Regions from separate parts of the Triticum aestivum genome. Here region 2 is linked to region 1. A link is a contact called in public Hi-C data. All regions are on one chromosome and are shown on one strand. Each heading gives the region's core, a stretch centred on a gene start, on an enhancer-like site or on the middle of the called end of the contact. The rest is flanking DNA. Distances are from core to core; before and after follow the strand shown.

What was found. Hi-C and Micro-C count contacts between places; a contact is called where the count stands out from the background.
Region 2: a contact with region 1 is called in a Hi-C map of leaf, with 2.7 times the contacts expected there. The contact joins the promoter of LOC123120538 here to the promoter of LOC123120534 in region 1. A contact is called at or near these places in 2 of 5 Hi-C or Micro-C datasets (both in leaf).

The regions. Positions count from the first base shown.
Region 1 is chr5D:252,348,032-252,352,227 of IWGSC CS RefSeq v2.1, reverse strand. It overlaps LOC123120534 (jasmonate-induced oxygenase 4), which reads left to right and starts at 1,810. Exons shown (of 3, transcript XM_044540543.1): 1 at 1,810-3,836; 2 at 4,003-4,196. The coding sequence starts at 3,340.
Region 2 is chr5D:252,732,498-252,736,693 of IWGSC CS RefSeq v2.1, reverse strand. LOC123120538 (E3 SUMO-protein ligase SIZ2) reads right to left here and starts at 2,075. Exons shown (of 16, transcript XM_044540547.1): 1 at 1,786-2,075; 2 at 600-680; 3 at 287-335; 4 at 110-188; 5 at 1-2. The coding sequence starts at 1,830.

The DNA.
Region 1 (4,196 bases), core at 561-3,060:
TCTCTAATAATCATTCAACATTTTTCAAATACTCATTCAACAATCTGTAATACTTATTTAACATTTGTCAAATGCCTATTCAAAATTTTCGAATACTTGTTCAAATTTTTTTAAAATATTTGTTTGACATTTTTAATACTTATTCAACATTTTTAAATGTGTTTTTGAAGATTTTTTTTGCATATATACGTAAAATATTTTAAAGTATAGAGAAAAGTACAAAAAAACAAAAAACGAGAACAGAAAAAAGAGAAAAAAAAACAGGCCGTTGCCTCCCGCGCGGCTGGGCCGGCCATCTGGGCTCCAAAATCGACGCGAGGCATCCCCTGTGCTCGCTTAAAGCGAGAAATAAGGGTGCCCCAAAATCACAGCTCCTCCAGCGCCGCCGCCTGTGGGCATCCATGGCGGCGGCAGGGGAACCGGCGCGGGCTCAAGACCGGCGCCACCTCTCTCGACTACCTAATCAAAGATGGGACGCGCAAGAATGTACGTTCCCTTATCGTTCTTTTACTGGGGTTTTGATTTGGGTATGCGTGATAGGGCTGATTATACGATACGGCCACAGAGCTCGGCGGCAATGGCCGCGGAGGCCAACAGGTCCGCGCGGCGCTGCCGTGCTGGGTACTTGGGTGAGGAGACGGAGGCTACGCGGAGATGACCACATGTGGGCGGGCGGCCGTCGGCCGCCGGCGAAGGTGGATCGACGGCCGCGGCAGTCCACATGTGTTCCGTGTTCCTTCTTTCTGAATCGCACATTGGGGCGTTGGTTAGTCAGTGTTTGCTTCTGAATGCTCCCTGCTTTCTTGCTGCTCCGTGCCAGCTCAAATGTTACTAGAAGGAGCCAAAGCCTGCGGTTGCTGTTGCTAATGCGTGCGACGACTTGACTAAAATTACAACATGTGCTCCATTGATTTGCTGGTCTGGCTGATGTGCCGCACACAGCATTATTCTACTCCATATTAACATGTGGTAATTGACTGGTTGATCAAGGTCGCTCTCATCCTAGCTTTGCTGTCGCCCTGGCCAGCCACTGATCTCCGAGATTCACCATCGCCCCCAACCTCACCGGTGTGGTGGTTGATGAGGTAGCCCCCATATCTTTGTTTTAGATCAAGAATAATGGCGCACGGTTCTTCGTATATTCTGACTAGGCATGTTTGGCAATTTTGATACTGCTCCAGATCTGTTTTATCCTTTGTTTTGCTGTCGCTTTGCTGAACTAGTGTACACCTTTGATGTCGATGCTACCGGAACCATATCATTGGACGATTTGCTTGACTTTCATTTCAGCACATGTGCATTCTGTTTTCTTAATTTGCACCATCTATTCTGCCATGCAACAGGGGGAGCTAGCTGCTGATGTCTTACTGGACTCTTTGTACCGATAATCTATGATTACTCTTATTTTCTCTCATAAGTATGCATAAGCCTCATAAAGTGTTACGATATTGTACTGATAGCAATCGTAATAATATTAGCAATGCCAACCTATTGTCAGCCAAGCTGCATGATGTAGCATCACTTTCTTGCAGATAAGTGTTTGCTTCACAGAACTGCTTGTTGGATGTGTGGCGTCGCTGTCGGCTCTAGGTATCTCGTTATAAATGTTCAATGCAACATGTGTTTGATTGATTTGCTGGTATTAGCTGACACACGTACACATTAATTTGTCGTGCTTCTTGACTAGGTAATGCCCAGCCGTAATTTCTTTCCTGCTGGCAAACTAGTTCCTTCTGACAGCACCTCATTGATCGATTGATAGATGTGCCTACGTACTGCATGTGAAACGGTGAGATTGCTCTTGGATGCTTTGTTTACATCAGCAGTGAGATATTCATGCATAGTGCCAACCAAAACTTCCTAGCTAATTGTAACTATGAGTGTACATGTCGGGCAATCTTTATCATATATTCATATGTATAAATATACATCAATTGTAGTGTGTGTACACCTAATTTGATATTGATGACATGATGTTATGCATAACCATATCATTTGCTGATTTTTTTGACTTTCATTTCAGCACGTGTGTATTGTTTTCTTAATTGCCTTATCCAATCCTCCCATGGACCTGGGGGAACCAAGTAACTGCCCATGTTTTGCCGGGTTTTCTGGGGAACATCTCCTTGTTCTGAAAGAAATACTATAACCTTAATTTACTAGAACATACAAGTAAATCAACTGTGTGCTGTTATTATTTCACTATGAAATAGAACATGCATCAAAACATGCTCAGAAGTCAGAGTGCATACATGATCTGCAAAAATATGTCAACATGCATGCCATCAAATAGAATATGCATTTCTAGTTTAGAAAAATTATTCCTCCTAGTCAGCAATATATACTGCTCCACTGGGATAACTAAAACCTCTAAGGCTCAGCAAGTTTAATTTCAAAATGCAATTTCTCTCCTACTATTTGCAACCAATTCTGTCCCTATCAATTGATATGTGTTGTTCTTTGATTTTGACTATGTGCAAGCATTATCTGAAATGGTCAATTGATCACATGTCTGTAGTGATATCAAAACAAAGAAATACTGCATCCTTTTTTCTATTTTGTTTCTTCAAGGGTCAATCACGAAAATGAAGTTCACTTAGGATTGCAAATACAATTACTATTGCCTCAGTAAATTTTGTGTGGCCAGCTCTCATTAAAAATAGTAACAATGACGTCGATTAACTCATCCGTGTTCAGAAAGTTTATAAGTTAACAGTATAATATCTATTAAATCATGTCTACGGAGCAAAAATTTGACAGTTCAACTGAACAAAACAAAAGGCACTCTAATACCTTTTGAAGTTTATGTATTGATATACCATACTCCTAGTTAAATTACTGAAATAATATCGTATTCTCTCCACTTTTACATTAGCGTTTCGAAAGGAAATATATTATATGTGTGCTTATGTATCATATGTTGATTACTTGCACGAACAAGAAGCAAGTGAATGTTATTATTAATTAGCTCACTCCATAAGATTGTATCTTCCATTGATGGCATATGAAACTGTATCCAAAAGATTGTATCTTCCATTAATGGCATATGAAATTGTGTCCAAAAGATTGTATCTTCCTTCCATTAATGGCATACGAAACTGTATCCAAGATTTTAATTATATGTATATATCCAAAAGATTTTATCAATATTCAGACGATAAATGAGGCATATCTCTTAATGAGCATAATCTTGTCCAATCTGTACATATATATCCGTCCAATCCCACCATGAATTGCACTAAATGCATTGCGATTTAATCTCATACATCACATATCCTTTCTCTATATAAACACGCACACCCTCTTCTCATAACCAAACCAAGACCTATCACTCCCACCATGGCAAGTAGCAATCTGCTTGACTGGCCAGAACCCATTGTACCAGTGCAAACTCTTTCCAACTCTGGTATGAGCTCCTTGCCACAACAGTACGTCAAGCCTCCATCTGAGCGTCCTAGTGGTGTCACAAATGACCCTAATCTCAGTATCCCAGTTATCGATCTTGCTAGCTTCTCTAATACCCCTGAACATCACCAAGAAATGCTAAAAGCAATAGCCTCTGCATGCAAGAACTGGGGTTTCTTCCAGTTAGTGAACCATGATGTGGACACGGAGGCTGTGAGGAGGATGAGAAGTGCATGGAGGGAGTTCTTTGACCTCCCCATGGAAGAGAAGAAGGCACATGCCAACTTACCGGTAACATATGAGGGGTATGGGAGCCGCCTTGGAGTTGAGAAAGGGGCAATCTTAGATTGGAGTGACTATTACTTCCTTAATCTCTTCCCAAGTGATATCAGAAACCTTGACAAGTGGCCAAAGATTCCTACTGACCTGAGGTAGATAAATATTTTTCTTTTCTCGAGAAAACGCAGCTTCTTTGTTTTCTTTTAATTTATCCTCATTCTTTATAAGTTCTTGCAGTTTAGAGTTTCCTGATATGTTTGGTTACACAGTTTCCTATTTTATTTGTCCATATTTCATTTTGTTTTGGTATTTATGCAGGGAAGCCACTGAGAAGTATGCATGCCAACTAATAAGTCTCTGTCAAGTCTTGCTCAAGGCTATGTCCAGTAGCTTAGGGCTGGAGGAGGACTACCTCCATAATGCTTTTGGTGGCAGTGATGGCATCTCGGCTACCATGCGTGTGAACTACTATCCAAGATGCCCACAGCCTGAGCTCACCCTTGGTCTCTCAT
Region 2 (4,196 bases), core at 826-3,325, 380 kb before region 1:
TCCTAGATAGTAAGCAAAAACAGACAGTATGAGTGTATGACAAAACACAGTAGGAGTCAATCCAAATAATACAAACACAAGGTCAATATGTGAACAAATGTAACCTCACCTAAAGGTTTCATCAACTATTTTCAACACGGTTTCTTTTTCAACCGCCGGTTTCTTTGTTAAGCCATTCAGTTGTGATACTGCAAGAACAATACGAAAGTTATTCCTCTTGTACCTTTAGACAAACACTAGTATAAAAGGGCCATTTTTGGAAGAAGAAAGACAAAAAACAATGCACCTTGATCTTGTTGATCAGATAGTATTGTTAAGATTTTATCCACCAATTCCTGGAATTGTAAAGCAAAATCAGAAAAACAAAAAATGGCTTAGAAGTAAATAACGAAAAGGCACAGAGAAGTTAATTAGTTCCGAAAGATGTTACGGTATTGGTAAGGACGACTTGACAATCCAATCGATTATTTGTTCCCAAAAAGTAAAGGGAAGATTGAAACATTTGAGCAAGTGATGTAAACTTGTAAAGTAAAGCAATAAGTAGAATTTATATTTGTAGAATGTATTCATGTAGATATACGAAATTGCATTGAACAAACCTGCTTCTTTCCTTGCTTTGAAAGTCCAAGCAGATGCAGGACATCTTTTAGCTCTTTTATTCGGAAGTGCTTCAACTTGTCCTGCAACAAAGCATTTAGCTATCAGCGACATAAAACAGATGAATGAGCCACGCAGGTCTATTCCTTTAGGACAAGACTAACACACACATGAAAAGGGGTGCTAAATAAGATAATCACTTGAAAGATCTACTTCGTAACAGGGGCATCTTGACAACATAAAAGAACTAATACAAAAAATGATGAAATTTCCATATAGACCACTCCAATTGATTATACATAGTGATGCAAACAAGAAACAAGTTTTATCAGATGACGCGAGGAGCTGAGGGCAGAACTATCGATGCCGCTGCTATCCTGTATACAATACATGAGTAAGGGCATGGTATAGTGTAATATAACGACAGTTCTGGACTGTTGTCGAATGCTTGAATAAGAGCACCTAGTAGCTATCAACTACAATATACAGATATTAAGCACCACTAAAGTGAAGGTGATGCAGCAATGACATTTAGCAATCGAATTCCGATCTAAAACTTGGTTACTAAATGCATCCCTCCGAACAATCTTACTGAAGCAAAGTTGCCGAGCAATGTAAACAGTGCCAGTGCAAGAGAATGGCAAACAGATAAAGAAATCAGCTAGTTTTGCGGAAACAAGCAACGCAAGAAGACTAAGAAATACTAACTGTGAGGAGTTTCAGCACCTAGCAAAATGTTAGCAGGGCATGTCAGCTTGGGCGTCAGCAGTGTCGAATCCCAAATTGCAATCTCTACAGAAAACAACTTGTAACGATGTAAGATGCGCAGCTGCGGCCTAATTTTAAGCAGTTATATGTATGAGCCTAGTAGCCAGGCTTGGTAAGTAAAGCTGGTTCAGGTTACAGAAGGGAATTGTCAAGCGACGATCAATCAAGAGTTTCCCTGTCCCTAATCGGCTAAACAGAAACCTATTAAGCGGTAGGGATATGAAACTAATAAGACGGCTCGTCAGAGTTCTACTAGGTTATGATGGGAGGGGGTCGCCGGAGGAGGGCCGTAGAATTAGAACCGTCACCAGATTGAGGTCGCCGTCGTGCAGAGTAGAAGCGGGCATCCACCGCGGAACACGTTCGGATGGAATCGCAAAAGTATGAGGCATGGAGGGATATGCGAAGAGATGCGGATACCTTGCAACCGGCGAGCGCCGCATCGTCGGCGGACTCCGGCTCCATGGCGGCTCTGGCCCGGGGGAATCCAATGCGATGACGCCCTACGCGAGGCCGGCGGAGTGAAGGGAGGAGCGGCGGCGGAGAATTGGAGGAGGCTAGAAGAATCGCGGCGGCCGGAGGAGGAGGGGCGCTCCGCTCCGTTGGTGTGCGGCGGCTCGCGGGCGTGGCGGCCTGGCTGCTCTCTTTTCTCCTCCTCTTCTCTTCGGGTGATGACGACGACCGAGGGGAGAAACCTACGACGAGATCTGGACGGGACGCGTGTACCCTACCGAGGACTGGCGCGAATCTTAATGCTCTGTCCCCTGGTTTAAGCGACAAATCCGACTTTGATTAGGGTCTTTTTTAAGGGACTTTGATTATGAGTCTTTGGAGTAACTTCCGTTACATATGGCGTATGACTTATCGTAGACATCCGTCACGTATGAAAACAACCAGAACCTCCCCTAAAAAAAAAAAACAACCAGAACCAGTAATGTCTTTTTTTAGTGAAAAACAACCAGTAATGTCAACATCTTGTTGTGAACTTGGCGTAGCTCTCATGATTAGCTTTTTTTTGTATTATGCTTCTTATATTCATAAATACTTTACAACCATATGCAGTAAATAAAAATAATATTTTTTATATTATTATCCAAATCTCATTGTTTCATACAACCAAATATATCTAAATATATTGCAAAACATTCGTGCACCAATGTGTGAGATAACATCTAATCATATGTACCAAAATAATTGATTCCCACTAACTCCAATTCTATCAACACGCAAGTATGCCGCCTCACCATGCCAGCATATAGACTAAATAATTGATCTCCACTAACTCCAATTCTCTTAACATGCAACTATGTCATCTCATCATGCCATCATCATGGGAAAGACCTACATTAACATGCACCATGCATGCTACTCATATTTAATTAAATATTCTTTGACTATAGAATAATCAAATGCAATAAATTACTTTCTCCGGCCTCCGCCCATAATATAAGAGCGTTTTTGGCACTACTGAACGTTTTTGGCACTACCGAGCGTTTTTGGCAGTACAGTAGTGCCAAAAACGCTCTTATATTATAGGACGCGGGGGGGGGGGGGTATGTTAGTTTCAGTTCCCATATTGTTAGTCAAAAAACCAATGTTTCCTACAAACAAATCTCAATGAAATTATTTCAAACAGTTCCCACAACAACGTGCGGGGTATCATCTGTAGTTCAAAAAATATACATGTCATTTGCTCTTAATGTGTGTGCTCACATGTGTTTAAGCCTTCTTCATATAGTCACTATTTTCTTTTACTTTTAATCAATTGACACTAGTGTCAGTCCCAATGCATTATATTTTAAGCTACATTATATGCATTAAGTATGTATTTAGATATAGCTCGTCCAATGCATTACTTCTATATCTTGTTGTCATATCTAAAAGAGTTCTTATTTAACATGTTTCGTGTGAGGAAAAGAATGACTTGTCTTGGTTTTTATGCTAAGAGCTATATCTAGATTAAGATATGATAACTCTCTCTTTCCTCATTAAATAGGGTGTTACGTTACATCTAACTTTGCTTATGTGTCATGATCAAGATTTTAGGATCGTCGGAAAATTTGAAACATATCAAATGGTGATATGTTCCGACAAATATTTTTTGAAGCACAAGTTAGCAACTAACTTGTACTCCCCGTGATAATATGCATGTGCTTCACTTATGCTTCCCTGTGGCACAGGACAAAGCGCGCATATAGTGGGTCGTGCTACAGTACACATACACAAGGAATCAATGGAAAAATCGAAGTAAGAAATCCAAACAAAAGAATCAAGAAAGAAACCACCGTGGCTCTTTTCTGCTCTTCTAGAACTGCAACCTCCTGCGCGCCGGGAAGCGATGCTATGTCTTTTTTTTTTTGCGGGGAATACGGATGCTATGTCTCGACTATTGTGAGATCCAGTGCCCACTTGCCTACACGTACGCTGAATATTTGTGTATAGAACGCTCGCTTCCAGCGCGGGGCCGGGGTCAGTTTTCTTTCATTTTTATGTTTCTTCTTTTCGTTTCTTCTCTTTATTACCTTTTCTTTTCGGTCACTTTTATCTTTTTAATTAAATTGGTATTTTTCATTATACATATATGTGTGTGTGTTCCTTTTTTATATTTCCTTTTTTCCTGTATGCATTTTTATTTTCCTCTTTTTTCAAAAAAGTACAAACACTTTTTGAAAATGCATGATATATTTTGAAACTGTTTGAACTTTATTTTTAAACGCACAAATGCTTTCAAAAAATGGGTGAAGTTATACAAACATTTTTGTAAGAATATGCGAACACTTTTTATGAAAGAATCAAGAAAGAAACCACCGCGGCTCTTCTACAAATGCTCC